Regions from separate parts of the Anas platyrhynchos genome. Here region 2 is linked to region 1. The links are chromatin contacts, called in public Hi-C maps. All regions are on one chromosome and are shown on one strand. Each heading gives the region's core, a stretch centred on a gene start, on an enhancer-like site or on the middle of the called end of the contact. The rest is flanking DNA. Distances are from core to core; before and after follow the strand shown. Region 1 has its middle 19 kb from the start of SLC2A9. Region 2 overlaps SLC2A9 (solute carrier family 2 member 9).

The links. A called contact is a pair of places that touch in the nucleus more often than the background predicts.
Region 2: a Hi-C map of F1 follicle shows a contact between it and region 1, with 2.6 times the contacts expected there. The contact joins two enhancer-like sites. A contact is called at or near these places in 4 of 8 Hi-C or Micro-C datasets (F1 follicle, liver, skeletal muscle and 1 more).

What each region holds. Positions count from the first base shown.
Region 1 is chr4:66,180,779-66,183,478 of IASCAAS_PekinDuck_T2T, forward strand. No RefSeq gene overlaps it. Among named protein-coding and RNA genes, the nearest start is that of SLC2A9, 19 kb to the right of the region's middle. Within about 2 kb of position 1,268, at least 3 of the 8 cell types and tissues checked have an H3K27ac peak or open chromatin away from gene starts, as enhancers often do. A contact at or near this core is called in F1 follicle, where this site is marked.
Region 2 is chr4:66,218,332-66,221,031 of IASCAAS_PekinDuck_T2T, forward strand. SLC2A9 (solute carrier family 2 member 9) reads left to right here. Exons shown (of 16, transcript XM_027457389.3): 4 at 1,919-2,008. Among named protein-coding and RNA genes, the nearest start is that of SLC2A9, 19 kb to the left of the region's middle. Within about 2 kb of position 1,325, at least 4 of the 8 cell types and tissues checked have an H3K27ac peak or open chromatin away from gene starts, as enhancers often do. A contact at or near this core is called in F1 follicle, where this site is marked.

The DNA.
Region 1 (2,700 bases), core at 18-2,517:
AGATTGCCTGGTCTGCATGATTTACGGTGAGTCTGTTCCACATGAACAAATGAGTCATCCGTATTTAGCAACCCCTGAAAACATGGCTTATCAACCTCAGTCAGGCTGAGATGTCAGGGGCTCAGACTACCTGAGAGCTCCTCGATGTGTCAGCCAGGTCCCAGTGCTTGACTGTGGATTTGCTTTGCTCCATAACACTTGCATAACATTAAAATGGGAAGGGAGGGGTTTCCTGGGAGTAACAGTACCCTGAAGCACTCATAGCCAGGGGTGAATAACAGGCATTTGTGCTGTGATTCAGAGGCTCTGATCATAGGCCAGAAGTAATTTTTGGGTTGGCATATACAACCTGTGTTTTCTGTAGCTTTTTGTTTTTATGCAGTCTGCAGCCTGTGCATGGCCCATGCAGCAACTTGCTACCTGCTGTACCATGCTTCCTCTGGAGGTCTAGCACACAGCACGCTGACCTGCCAGGGCAATGCTGGGTTGCTGCTGCTCTGTAAAGTTCTCAGCATCACTATCAGTGCAGAAACTGTGGTCATGGTAACTGTACCTGGCCACAACCCCACAAGGCAGGAGTAGTGGTGTGGGATGGGGAGGTAGCGTGGAGAAGTTGCTACAGCCAAACAAGGTGATGAGAGGTACTTAGAGACATTTCTGCAGATTTCTCGACAGCATCTATATGGATATGGAAAGAGACCCTTCCTGCTGAGTTTTGCTAATAACCTTAATGGAGAATCCCATCCCAAGCTGTTTAAAAATAAATAAATAAAAAGGAAAAAAAAAAATTGATGTGCACAGCAGATTATGCGATACCTCAGTTTAGAGCCACAGCAACACCTGCATCATAGAAAAATGTAAAATGGAAACATCAGGGTAAGGGAGGGGTTAAGACCCCTCATCAGATCATTCATGTATTTGATGATTTTTAGATTTAGACATTAAGAATGACAATGATCTTAAGTGCCAAATAAAAAGGACTAGCTAGTAGTTACATCTTTGCAAGTAATAATTCCTATGTTATAGGGTGTTATTTAGTCCCCAGAGCTGCTCTACACAAAGGAGAATGATAATTGCTTGTATTAGAAGTCATAAAAGGTCAAATAACTTCTTGACAGTTATCTTTGGTAATGGGGTGCATACGTTTCCTAAATTACTAGATTTAATCCTGGCAGCACTGCGAGGAGAGGCACTCGTCCTGTGCCAGCCCTAGCCCAGGAAGGAGTGAACTGCCAGGAGGGCAGATGCTGTGACCTGCCAGGACACGGCTCTAGCACCAGGTGGCAGAGTAGCACTGGCAATTACATCTCCCACTTCTGCTTTTCCACCTATTTCCAGCAGATTGCGATATCCCCCACTGACACTTCGAAATTACTTCTGTTTCAGAAATTACTTACCTACCTGTTCCCGTGTGTGATTTCAATCTACAGCATGCACAGTAACAGGGATAGTTCACAGCTCTGGCCAAACAGCCCACATCTCAGTTATGTTTGTGTGCCTTCTACCCAGCTTTCTGCTGCTGCTGTTCATTTGCACAGCACTATCAGTGAGCAAAGTACCATATAGCAGGGCACTGATCTAATGGGGAAGAAGTCTGATAAGGAGCCGAGAGTCAGTGCTTTGTATCAGATCAGCAAATTACCATCTCAGGAAAGAAGTCTCTTTCAGTCACATACTATATAGAAAAGTACAAAGATTACTAGAGGCTGTAACCTAGGCAAAAAAAAAAAAAAAAAAAAAAAAAAAAAGAGCTAAAAACATAAATAATATCAGAAATATGTACTTATAATTTTGACTATATGTAGTATTTATTTGTTTAATGATAAGTCTGTAACAATCATTTCTTATGAGGGCAGAGAAAGTGTTGCCTGACCAAATTTGAATCCAAGAGAAGATGAGTTTTCCTTTTGTAATGCAGGCGAGAGGGAGCAGCAAACAGGGAAGATGGTGGGAGAAGGTGGATGCACTGGAGCTTTGGCACTGGTTACTGGAAGGGCTGCGCAGTGCTAAGGGAGTCAGTGAGGTGGCTGATCAGTTAGGAGAAACTCAAAGCTGAAAACAGTGGTGCTTTGTATAGTCACTTTGATGCTGAAACAAAATATGAACCAATAAGTCAATTTATTAGGGGACCATATCATCTATGACTTACCAAAACAATGAGTTAAATCAATTCCTTAAGTATTGTGGTCAGCATAACTTGATTTATTAATATCTAGGTTAACAGAGAATTGGTGAGAGTAGAGGTAAAATCTGAAGTATATAACAAGGTAGCAAAATCAATTGTACAAACAGCTGGAGCCAGAGAGAGTTGCTGACCCTGCCCTGACAACCGTGAATGCCCAGAGAACATCACAGCTGGACTGCGCAAGAGTTGGCCAGCTGAGCCAACAAAGGACTGATATGAAGGAAAGGTCTTTCAAGGTGGCCGTATTACGCTTCATGGTGCTGCCCGACAGGTGCCATTCACATCTGTGGGAGTCTACTGCAGCTGACTGGCTCAGTTGTGCTGCAGAAGTGAACCTTTCTTTATCTGAAATTCCATAGTCCTAATTTGTATTGTAGCCATGTCAAAGCCCATTCCACATACCAGTGGTGTACACTTGAAGGGAGAATCCCATTTACAGTTTTGAGTCACGTTCCTGTCATTCCTGTCAAGTGGGACAGGAGTACAGATTTTATATGATCTGAGTTTTGCACTTC
Region 2 (2,700 bases), core at 75-2,574, 38 kb after region 1:
TTGACTCAGTGAGAAGTGAGTAATTCTCTTTTGCTAGTGAAGAATGTACATGCCTAATTGTCCTATAGAACTGGGTTTAAAACTAACCTATATTCTACTGCTTTGCCAGAGTAGGAAGTTTTTGCAGAACTGAAATCTGAGCATAAATTTGGTTTACCAATTTGAGACTGAATTTGTGCATGGGGCTTGCTTGCATAGAAACCAACCACATTGTTCACAAGTGTGAACAAGCATTCACATATAGCTACAAACACTGGTTATCAAGTTTATTTATGGTTGTTACAACTCTGGTTATCATATTTATTCTGGCATTTCTGTTTCTAACTTCATAACAATGAAAAAATTCTTCTTGAACATGAAATTAAAATTTCACTGACTTTTCTCTGAATATTCTCTTAGTGACCTTTCAACTTAGGCTTTTTTGTAAATATTGTCTCTCTTTTTTCTCTTCAGTTTATAACTTCAATTAAAAAAAAAATCTTTGATTCTTTTTTGTGTGGTATCTAACAAAGTAATTCTTAATTTGTTTGTCCTATTTCTTGATCATGACTATGTAAATTGCCCTTGAGATGGTTTCTTTGTGTTCTTGCTCAAGCTGATACAAACTTCATAAACCAATCTAAAACTAGGGAAAGCTTAGATCAAAGAAGTAGTTTTGTTTAGTCTGAAAGGATTAGTTCTAGCACAGAGCGGGCTGCTCTTAATTATAAGATGTTGGGTGCCAAGTTTAAGGATGTTTTTAGATAAACACGCTAGAGAATGTTATACAGAACTTCTTTCCTGTCCCTCAAAAGCGATGCTTTCATAATAGTCTCCTTGTAACTGAAGAAGGATGCCCATGTTAAGCTGAAGTAAATTTGATGATAATATCTTTTGAGGACTCAATCCCTTTTTTACCTTCATTGACGTTTATGCAACAGTGTCAAAAATGATCCATAGGAGCTGCCAGGTCATAACCTGAAAGACAAACCAAGCACCACATGCTCAATAATGCCAACTTGAACAAAGTTACTTCAAATCTCATCTAGAATTTGGAATTTCAGCCAACTGATATCTGTACAGCTGCCTCTCTACCTAGTGCATCTTGGATAGTTAAGTACTTGCAAGAATATAGATAATACAATTACATTAGCTATCAGTGTCCTTGAAGAAATGCTGATGAGCCTAACTTAACATGCAATGGCTTTTTAGAGTAAGCAATATGCAGGGAAAAGGCAACATGGAGCACACTTTCTCATACCTAAGATTGTTCTTATCTCCACTTAGCTTTGTGATATGCGGAACTGACAACACAGGTAGTCAGAACTGTTACAGCCTTGTCCTGACCCATGTTTTGTTTAGTATTTAAACCAACACTGATATGAAGTTCCTCTCTATGGCACAAAGTCATAACAAGAGACAGGCTAAATCTTTTTATGAGCTACCGTGCTTTTTGTTACCGTACAGTATGTCTTGTCTCAAAGTTTCAAAGCCTTGTAAAGGTGTGACTCCTGACAAGTGAGTACTACGCATTCTTACACACAAGTACTGGCCCAACACATCACTATTAAATGTCATTTATGCACATGGAATGCTGTGGGTGTTCCTGAATCAGGTCATTTGTAAACAAGTAAGAGTACATGAATGCAGGTTCTAGCCTTAGGCATTTACATTTCAAATGGCTATTGGTTCAAATGTGGGAAGTAAAGCTTTTTCACACCATGTGGCAATGGAAACAAAGACCTCTTGTATAGTATTGCAGCCATACAAGGCAGTTCATTTTCTATTGGATAAAAAAAGATTTATTGCATGAATTCCAGCCAGTGTCTTATTTTTTATTATTATTATTATTGTTAATTATTTATTAGTTCTGAAAAGGTATAAAAAAGTTAAAGCTGGCACAATGCTTAGTTCAGTAATTCAGCTGTTCCTATTTCAGAGAAGAGAACTGCTCTAGCAATCCAAAAGTTGCTTCTGAACTGACTGAATTTCAGAAAGCATTGAGAGTGAAGAATACTTTGGAGAAGTGGTAAGTAATGCCTGGAGTTGATAGTTAGCAAATTCTCAAATTTAGCAACATTAGGGTTTGACTCAGGGAAGGAGGGATAGTTTAAACCTGATAAAAAACAATTTTTTGAAATTTGTCAACAAATATTTTCCTGTGTTTGTCAAATACTCAGTAGAGGAGATAAGATTGTAAATTCTGTGAAATACTGAAATCCAGATAGAGAAATACATCACCTTGTAAACACTCTAGTACTAACACTGCAGATATTGTTAAAAAAAAAAAAAAAAAAAAAAAAAAAAGACAAATTATAAATTTTGTAACACTGTATCAATTCATTACTTAAGAGAACAGGTGTTTCTGGAAGCTGAGGTGTCTACAGTATCTGTGGTGGAGGAGAGCTCTAACTAAATAATTTGGTACCATAGGAATGCTCTGTGATGTATTGAAGTCATACCATACCAGACTCCAGCAATGGCACATTAATATTGGAACTATTTGATATTTTACACAAATAGTATGAGAAGCATTGACTTGCATGGTCTCATTTGCATAGGAATTGATCTGTTTTAACAACACTATTTGCAGGGTAAATAATACCTTCTGTTATTAATGAAATTCCTTAACACCTTTTTTAATCAGATAGTTGTCACTTACAAAAATCTAATACATAAATTGTTCCTGCTTTATATTTGATCTTTACATTGGATGTTGTA